Linked DNA regions of Sus scrofa: regions 2 and 3 are each linked to region 1. A link is a contact called in public HiChIP or PLAC-seq data. All regions are on one chromosome and are shown on one strand. Each heading gives the region's core, a stretch centred on a gene start, on an enhancer-like site or on the middle of the called end of the contact. The rest is flanking DNA. Distances are from core to core; before and after follow the strand shown.

The links. HiChIP or PLAC-seq counts read pairs in DNA pulled down with a chosen protein or histone mark.
Region 2: an H3K27ac HiChIP or PLAC-seq map of alveolar macrophages shows a contact between it and region 1. The contact joins the promoter of AUH here to the promoter of GADD45G in region 1. A contact is called at or near these places in 1 of 47 Hi-C or Micro-C datasets (heart right ventricle) and 1 of 2 datasets of contacts at active chromatin or transcription factors (alveolar macrophages).
Region 3: a contact with region 1 is called in an H3K27ac HiChIP or PLAC-seq map of alveolar macrophages. The contact joins the promoter of NFIL3 here to the promoter of GADD45G in region 1. A contact is called at or near these places in 4 of 47 Hi-C or Micro-C datasets (embryonic fibroblasts, heart right ventricle, mesenteric adipose tissue and 1 more) and 1 of 2 datasets of contacts at active chromatin or transcription factors (alveolar macrophages).

Annotation. Positions count from the first base shown.
Region 1 is chr14:1,164,513-1,167,501 of Sscrofa11.1, forward strand. It overlaps GADD45G (growth arrest and DNA damage inducible gamma), which reads left to right and starts at 1,488. Exons shown (of 4, transcript NM_001185129.1): 1 at 1,488-1,633; 2 at 1,895-1,996; 3 at 2,127-2,340; 4 at 2,420-2,989. The coding sequence starts at 1,581. The coding sequence ends at 2,530.
Region 2 is chr14:2,545,018-2,547,934 of Sscrofa11.1, forward strand. It overlaps AUH (methylglutaconyl-CoA hydratase, mitochondrial), which reads right to left and starts at 1,312. Exons shown (of 8, transcript XM_013990241.2): 1 at 1,012-1,312. The coding sequence starts at 1,270.
Region 3 is chr14:2,602,094-2,605,067 of Sscrofa11.1, forward strand. NFIL3 (nuclear factor interleukin-3-regulated protein) reads right to left here and starts at 1,681. Exons shown (of 2, transcript XM_001928870.6): 1 at 1,549-1,681.

The sequences.
Region 1 (2,989 bases), core at 238-2,737:
TTACCCGTTATCTCCGGTCTTGCACCAGAGCCTGGGCTTCCAGCGAATTCACCCCGGCCCGCAAACAGTCCTGTCCAGTCTCTAAGGCCTCATCTAGAAAAGAGGGGCAATGGAATGCACCGCAGCACTGGTTTCAACGTAGAGCAGAGAGATGCAGACACCAAAAGTGATAAGTTGAGTGAGCGAAGGGTCTTTTCGTTTGTCCCCAACTCCTTCCGGCGTGGGTTTTGCAGCCTTTCTTCTGACTTCTGTTAATACGCAGCTTGGAGGGAGCTCAGCCGACCCTACCAGGGCAGCTCCTTGACCAGGAGGCTGCAGGCCAAGTCACTAGTGGTCAATGCAAGTGTAGGGGAGGGAGGTGGTCAGGATCTTTCCTGCCGGCCTGTAGATGGCGCTCCGGGAAAGATATTCCGAGCCGCGTTCCCCAAGCTCTAGGGGCCTGGAGCCAAGGGGTCCGGGCTGAGCGCAGCCGGCTGTGTAAATGGTGCAGCAGCCAGGTGTTCCTTCCAACTGCCACCGCTGTTCCGCACGTGTGCAAGGACCCGGTGGGGCGGAATTACATGCAAACGTGCCGCTGGTGCAGCAGGGCCTGTGCGGGGGTGGGGGTGGGGAGCCGCGCACCGAGGAGGGCAGGAGCGGCACGCGGCCCCGACCCCCACGCGCCAGGCAGCCCGGCGACCCCCACGAGCGGCAGGGCCCTACCCACCCCACCCAGCGGCAGGTGGACAGTGTCGCTATGAAGAGAAAGCTTCGATTGTCCCTCCCACAAACCGCCACACGCCAGACCTCCGCTATTGTGCGTCCTCCATAGAAATGCAAACGAGCCGCGTGCGCCGGCCGCAATCTGCTCGGGAGCCCCGGCGCCCCGCAGCGCTCTGCAGAGGGCGGGGAGCTCGGGTGGGACTTTCCAGCGCGACGGGGTCGGAGCCTTGATTCTGCAGGGAGAACCTCGCATTCCGGGCCCTAGTGTCAGGTGGAGGGAGCTGCGCCCGGGCCTTTTGCAAGCTTAAAGCCAGGACTGTGTGTTTTTAAGTTCCGCTTTAAAAGCTACTGTCTCATAAACTCCAAATTAAGAGTAAAGAAAAAATAGAAAGGTAACAACAAAAATAAATGCAAAAATAAATTCATTAGATTCTCCAACGGTGCATTTCACAAATTGCAGCGTACTATTAGCTAGCAAGGGTTTGGCTTTTTTTTTTTTTTTAAACTTTTCCCTTTTAAAGACTTAAAAACAAAAAGGCTAGATGAAATCTGCAGGCTCCAGGCTGCCTGGTAACACCCCGACAAAAGCAGCAGATTTGAGGCATTGTCATCCCCCGCACCCCTCCCCACGTGGCCTTCTGGCACGAGCCGCCGGCCGCCGCCTCATTTGCATCAGAAAGCGGGCGCCGGCCAATGGGCGCGCAGGCTTGCGCCAGCTGGCGGCGCCGAAGACCCAGCCTATATAAAGGCGCGCGGCGGGACCCGGGCTCACTCGCTGGCGGTGGGCACGCCGAGCAGAGCTGCGGGCTGATCTCTCTTCGCTCGCGTCCGCTCCGCCCTCTGCTTTTGTGGATAACTTGCTGCTTGCGGATCGCAACATGACTCTGGAAGAAGTTCGCGGCCAGGATACGGTTCCAGAAAGCACGGCCAGGTAAGTCCGCGCTGAGCGCCGAACGTCTCAGGGCTCCGGGATCCTGGTCCTGCCCTGGCCGCGGCTGGTTGGGCGCAGTCTTCGAAACCTTCCGGGGTGGGGGTCCGCTGGGTAGAAGTCAGGCCCAAGTGTTTCCGCTGGGCTGGGGGTGCGGCACTGGGCTGGAGCGCCGGAGTCGGGCGCCGGGGGTGCCTCCCAGGGCTCGGGGGTCCTGGCTCACCCTCCGGCCTGTCCACGCTCATGGCGGTGGCTCCTCCACAGGATGCAGGGCGCCGGGAAAGCACTGCACGAGCTGTTGCTGTCGGCGCAGCGACAGGGCTGCCTCACCGCCGGCGTCTACGAGTCCGCCAAAGTCCTGAATGTGTGAGTATAGACGCGGTCCGGGCGAGGCGGCCGGGGGCGGGCAGAGCGGCAAGGGAGACCGGGGAGAAGGCGGCACGGGGCACCCGGGGCACACCGATCTGACCTCTTCACCTCCTTCTCGCTCGCGCAGGGACCCCGACAACGTGACCTTTTGCGTGCTGGCTGCTGACGAGGAAGACGAGGGCGACATTGCGCTGCAAATTCACTTCACTTTGATCCAGGCGTTCTGCTGTGAGAACGACATCGACATCGTGCGTGTGGGCGATGTACAGCGGCTGGCGGCGATCGTGGGCACCGGTGACGAGGCGGGCACGCCGGGAGACCTGCATTGCATCCTCATTTCGGTGAGTGTCGCCTCCATCCCGATGTCATCCCTGCCCTTGCCAGCGGCCAGCCCGGTTGACCTCTGGACTCTCTTCGCAGAACCCCAATGAGGACGCGTGGAAGGACCCCGCCTTGGAGAAGCTCAGCCTGTTCTGCGAGGAGAGTCGCAGCGTCAACGACTGGGTGCCCAATATCACCCTCCCCGAGTGACAGCCCGGCGGGGGTCTTGGTCTGATCGACGTGGTAACGCCCCGGGGCGCCTAGCGCGGGGCTGGCTCTGTGGATGCGCCCTAGGAGGGCGCCCGAGTGCGGCGTGGAGACTGGCAGGCGCCGGCGCGTGGAGAGCGGCGAGGAGGTGCGGCTCCCTCCCGAGGAGGGGCCCGGCGGCGACAGGGGCAGGCTGGCCCCAGCCCAGGACTCTACAAGTGTGGGGAGCGGTTGCTCGCCCAGGAAGGCCGGAGGCGGGACGTTGGCCGCGCGGCCGGGAAGGACAGACTGGCCGGGCAGGCGTGACTCAGCAGCCTGTGCTCCCGGCAGAAAGGAGGGGAAAGGCAAGGCCAGGAGGCCTGGACTTGTACAGTAACAGAAGCTCTGACGGACTTAGCAGTAGGCACTGCTGTTTCAAAACGGATCCGGGCGATGCTTCGTTTTCTAAAGGATTATGCTGCT
Region 2 (2,917 bases), core at 62-2,561, 1.4 Mb after region 1:
CACATAAGATAGTGGAAGCAGAGCAAGTTTGCCTAGGAACCCTCATTAACGTCAAATTCCACTGCAAGAAATCCTAATGACTCCCCATGGACTCCACCAATCTCCCCAAATACAGCTGGGCGTATTACTGCCCTTTGCTCTCAACAAGGCTTTAAATTAGCATAGCCTTTTAACCACCAGCATCTTCCTCGCTAAACTGGTAGCTGCTTAAAGACAGCAAACATGACTTAACTCCTTTTGCACTTTCGCTTAACAGATTATAGGTGCTCAATAACTGCGTGTTAGAATTAAATAACTGCTCTTCTGGTAAACTGCTATTTCCACCTTTCATGATCCATTTAGCTTTTCCCAACGAGGCAAGCCAAAGATAGTGAGCTTCTACAGTAATTCCACCGAAAGGCACACACCCACAATCTTACTCCCACCGCATTGTATTGCTAATGAGTCTGTCTCCTCCCACTGAAGGTAGCTCAAGGGCAAGATCAATACGACTACAATTGTGTTCCCTTAGCAAGTCGCTTGGAAGAACATGACAAGGCTCAAAACTGTTTAACTAAAGTGAAACAGACCACAAAACTAACCAGATAAAATGGACAAAGGGAAAAACTGCTCCAGATGAACAGCTTTAAATTTAAATATGTTCAGCATAATAAAGTGCACTCTCACTGCAGCTTCTAAAACTATCCCTCTGATATCTGAGTTGACAGAAAGCCATTACAGAGCAAGAACAAAATCTGGAAGCAAATATCACACACCCGGTTTATTGACCTTGGCTCGTCTAGAGTTGAGGGCGTAAACTGCGTTTCTGTCTTCGGCGCTGAGTAGGGCCGCTTTTACAGGTTAGCTGCTCCGTAGGACACCTTTAAGCGTGGAGAGCACTAAATAGCTGCAATGCTTCGATGGGGGAGGGGAAGGCCCCCCAGGCCTCTCGGCGGACAAGGACGTCAGCCCGGACACTCGACCTTGCGACCCCTTCCTAGGACCGGCGTCAGCCCGCGTCGCGCCCCTCACCTCGGTTCTCCTCCTCCAGATATCGCACCCGCAGCTCGTCCTCCGTCTTCGCCTCAGAGCTGTAGCCCCTTCGCCAGGCCGCACCCCCGGCCGCGGGCGTCCAGCCCCGAGCCCAGATGGCCGGCCCTACCGGCAGGCCGGTCCAGGAGCCAGGGAGCCTCCACCCGGGGCCGATCCCCGCACAGTAAGCAGCCACCAAGCGGGCGCGGCCTGCCCGCAGGGTACCTAAGGCCCCAGGTACCCCCGCTGCCGCCGCCATGTTCTCTGTTTACGGCGTGGGCCTGCGGTCGCTGCACGCCGCAGGGCACGCCCAGGCCCCGCCCCCGCGTCGCCCCTCCCTGGCCCCGCCCCCGAGGGCTCGCCCCGCCCAACACCGAGGACCTCGTTCCAGATCCTCCTTGCACAGGCCTCCCTTGCCTGACACAGAGTGTAATGCTTTGTCCAGCAAAGGCAGGGTGAAGTAATTCTCCAAGACTGCGCAATGTTTTAGGGTAGAACACATTCTATAAGAACGCCCCGAAGAGAGTCGCCTCCCTACATTCCCTGGGCTATGCCCTCGGGTCATGTGTTCCCTGCAAAAGTGAACTAAGGTTTGGCTGACAGGATGGCAGCTCTGCGAGGGGATCCTGTTTATAACCGGTGTACTCGGTAAGTGTACTTACTCATGCATATAAGAGCCGTGAATTATCAGTTAAAGGTGCCTGTAAACATATGTGATCCTCACCATACGGAGTTCAGGAATGGCTGGAAAACAGTCAAAGAACACAGGGGTCCTTAGCCCGCCATCTCAGGCAGGTGGCACGGCCTTTCCTGAACAGTTTTAAAACTGTGAAGGGAGTTCCCGTCGTGGCGCAGTGGTTAACGAAGCCGACTGGGAACCATGAGGTTGCGGGTTCGGTCCCTGCCCTTGCTCAGTGGGTTGACGATCCGGCGTTGCCGTGAGCTGTGGTGTAGGTTGCAGACGCGGCTCGGATCCCGCGTTGCTGTGGCTCTGGCGTAGGCCGGTGGCTACAGCTCCGATTCGACCCCTGGCCTGGGAACCTCCATGTGCCGCGGGAGCGGCCCAAGAAATAGCAACAATAACAACAACAACAACAACAACAAAAGAGACAAAAAGGCAAAAAAAAAAACAAAAAAACTGTGAAGGTCATCAAAAGTAAGTCTGAGAAACTGTCACAACCAAGAGAAACCTAAATGGCAGCTAAATGTAATGTGCGATCATGGCTTGGATCCTGCAACAGAAAGTGGAACTTAGGCAAAAATGAAGGGAATCCAAATATAGACTTTAGTTCATAACATGTCATTACAGGTTCATAGATTGTAGCAAAGGTACCATATTAATGTAGGAGAGGCTAGGGGTGAGGTTCTACTGGAACCCTGTACTGTGTTCTCACATCTTCTGTAAGTCTAAAAACGGTTATAAGAAATGTTTAGTTATTAGTGCAAAATAAATGATAGATGCCCCAGTTCACGTGGACCCTAATTCAAATCCAGTGAGTCTGTGCTGCCCTGGACTGAGCTGGAAGCCTGCCCTGGACAACTAGTTATTGACACTTCTGGAAGACCTCCAAGCCTCTCACCCAGCCTTCTCCTCCAAGCCACCTGTTTGCCTTCCTCTGCCCCTCATATCCTTTGATGTTCCCTTCCCAGACCCAGGGAAAGCTTGAATGGTGCCTTCCCCACGAGGCCCTAAATCTCTGCTATGAGCACACCTAGAATGAGAATTGGCCATGAAATTCTACAATTTGAAGGCCAACTCCATCGCTCTTTACCTTTCTTAGGCTTCCAAGTTATAGTGTCTCCCTTTTACCTCTCAGACAGAAGAAAAGAGTTCCTGCTTTGTCAGAGCGTCACTGGAAAGCTGTCATTCTAGCCCCCCTTCCTCTTCAGGTCTTGGGGGTTCCTG
Region 3 (2,974 bases), core at 431-2,930, 1.4 Mb after region 1:
GTCTCAGATTTAAAAATAATAGCTTAGAACACCCAAGGGACGAGCCCGGGCAGTATCCAAGATCAGAATACAACCAGAGGAATTCTTCCTTTCACGTTTTGTAGGAGTGTTTAAAAATACATCTTTTTAATTGGGAACGTAGTATACAGGTAAATAAAGATCTGATATCCAATGCTGCGCTAAAATTACCAAATCATTGCACACGTACGCGCACATTCCCACATCAGCCCGTAATCCTTGCCAGTATTTCACGGTGGGCAGATTATGCAATGTATGCAAGGACAAATCCCACAACCTCCCCGAGCGCTGGTAAAACACGCTGACGACAAACAGGGTGGAAAACGTCTGTGCAGACTCAGCCCCGGACACAAACAAACGCAGCGCAGGCATTCTCCGAATGCCGTCACCGTTCACGCTACCAATGCTCTTTCTCAACGAGAAAATCAAGACTATTGCCCATTAGTCAGCCCCCCTCCTCTCCTCCGCCGCCAGCCCCGCAGAAGGCACGAGAAAGGAAAGAGCGCTGCCCTTCCCCAGGAGATGGCTCAGTCTCCCCGGCGCTCTTCTCTACCAAAACATCAATTTTCCTGAAATCAGGAGACATTATGCAACAGTGGCGGGGGGAGCGCAAGCCAGCTCGGACTACGTGCCGGCGCGAGGGCGCTGCAATCAAAGCAGCCACCTTAAGGTGGCGAGTCCCCTCCTGACAAGGCAGCAAAAGTTTATGTAATGAATGCCCCGCGCACACTCGCAGCCGCCGGCCAGTCCCGCGCACAGCCCGGCCCCGCGCGCAGCCCGGTCCGCGCCCAGTGCCCGCCGGCCGCGCGCCCCAGGAGCGGGCGGGGAACGGGGCACCGGGCCCGGGCAGGCGGTGGGCGGAGCGCTTACCGTGTTCCTGCTCTCGGGCCGGCGAGCCGGGGCGACAGGGAGAAAGAGCAGGGAGTCGGGAGCCGAGCTGGAGGCGCTCAGGGATCCGGGTCCGGCCAGGCCTCCGGGACGGCAGGAGCGGCGAGGGCGCGGCGCGGGAGGCGGGCGGCGCGCCGGGTCCGCGGGCGCCGTGGCCGCGCCGGGAGATGTGTGTTAGTAGGTCAGTTCCGAGCGCGGCGCTACGTCGCCGCCCGCCAGCCTAGCCGTGACGGGCGGCCGCGGCCCCAATCGCTGTGCCCGCACCCGCCCCCAGCCCACCGCCAATGGCCGCAGCCGGCGGGGGCGGGCTCTCACAGGCCCCGCCCCCGCCCGCGCCCCCTCCCGGCAGCGCCACCAGCAAGCAGCCCGCGTCCCTTCCCGGCCGCGGCTACTGCCACCGCCCGAGCGCCTGGAGGACCCGCGCCCAGCGCCTCGCGCCCCGCTTCAGGGCTGCACAACGGCCAGCGTGGCCACCTCGACCGGGGCAAGCCTGAGGAGGGGCCCGAGACCCCCTACCTTGCCGTCCCTCTCCCCTCACCGTTGCCTTCACCCTCTCGGTCACCGAGGTACCTAAGCCCAGCGACCCTCGCTCACTCGCAGAGGCGCGTTTTGTTTCCCCGAGCGCTCAGCGAGCCAGGCTACCTGTTGCCGACCGAGTACCAGGCGGAGGGCTGGAGGCTGCCTCGACCCGGGCGTGGCAGGGACCTCCGCCTTCCCCTCTCTAAACGCCGAGAGGACCCCTCCTCCTGGGGGTGGGCGAGAGAGGAGGCCGAGGGTGAGCGCAGGCGAGCGGCCAGAACTCAGGGCCGGCCGCAGAGGGGAGGGAGGCGGGTGGCGGTTCCGAGCCCCGCGGTGCTGCGTTGGCAGCGATTACAATGCCCCGCGCGTCTCCCTTGGGAGCGCGACGGCCGGGAGCGCGGGGGGTGGGGTGGGGGGAGAAAGCGCAACGCACGAACACCGCCCCCTACACAATTAGGGCGAAGATGACGGCTGCAAAGTTGTTGCGTAACACGACTGGGAAACGAAGCTGGCCAAGGTCCATCTGCCCCCTCCCCCGGCCATGCCGAGAGTGGCCGCCCGGAGTGCGGGTCCGCGGGCCGGGTGCGCCCATCCTGTACGCTCGCTGGTGTTTGCTGCTGGCGCTTGAGACAGAGGTTCAGAGTCTCTTGATCTTGAAGTAGAAGCAAGTCGGTCATTTCTGCCTCTAATTGGATGCAATTGTCTTCTTCCCAAATTCCCGGGCTACGTAACAGACGTAAAGAAATGGGGGAAAGGGCACCTCCCGGCGAGTCAGGTCATTGAGCTAAAGACTGTAAAGGCACGTGGCACACACACGGCGCATTTCCTGATAGATAGATAAATCGATAAAAGCGGCAGCGCCTGCCTTTTACGAAGGGAGCCATATTCTTGATAGTGACGCACAGATTGCCCAAATAGGGAATGTGGCAGGTGCGGAAAGACCTCCTGCTCTGCTTGGACTGTGTGGAAGCTGGGCTGAATGCCTTGCATGACTTTCCACTTCTTTTTCTTATGATAAAATATTCTTTAAAAAAGTTGAACTAAACACCAAAATATAGAGTGAACACCTTCCTTTCTCCCAGCTACCCTCACCGAGGTCTATCATCAATAGAAAATCTGCTTGCTAAGTTTGTCTCTTCTATCTTCCTCAGTCTCTTACTGAGGAATTGTAAGTACCCCCAAATGGATGCTTAAACATTCTTATCACATATTAGGTTTTGGAAAGCTTCACGTTTCAAACTATTCTCCAAGGACAATGCTGCTGTTCAGAACACACACATGTTCACGATTCACCTGGTAAGGTGTAGATTTACCAACAAGGCTCTGACAATATAGACCTGCAATATGGGTTTTAGCATCTTCCCCAAATGCACCTTTCCAAGTGCTCACCAATTCAAGAAGCACATCTGTGTGTGGCTTCTGAGTCAGTCACCTGTATTAGATATTTATTCCAAAGAACTGACTCCATTGATGAAAATGAATCCTGATTTTGGTTTATATTCTCCACTTTTCTCACTTGCAATAATACATTTCCTCCTCATCCTCAGTC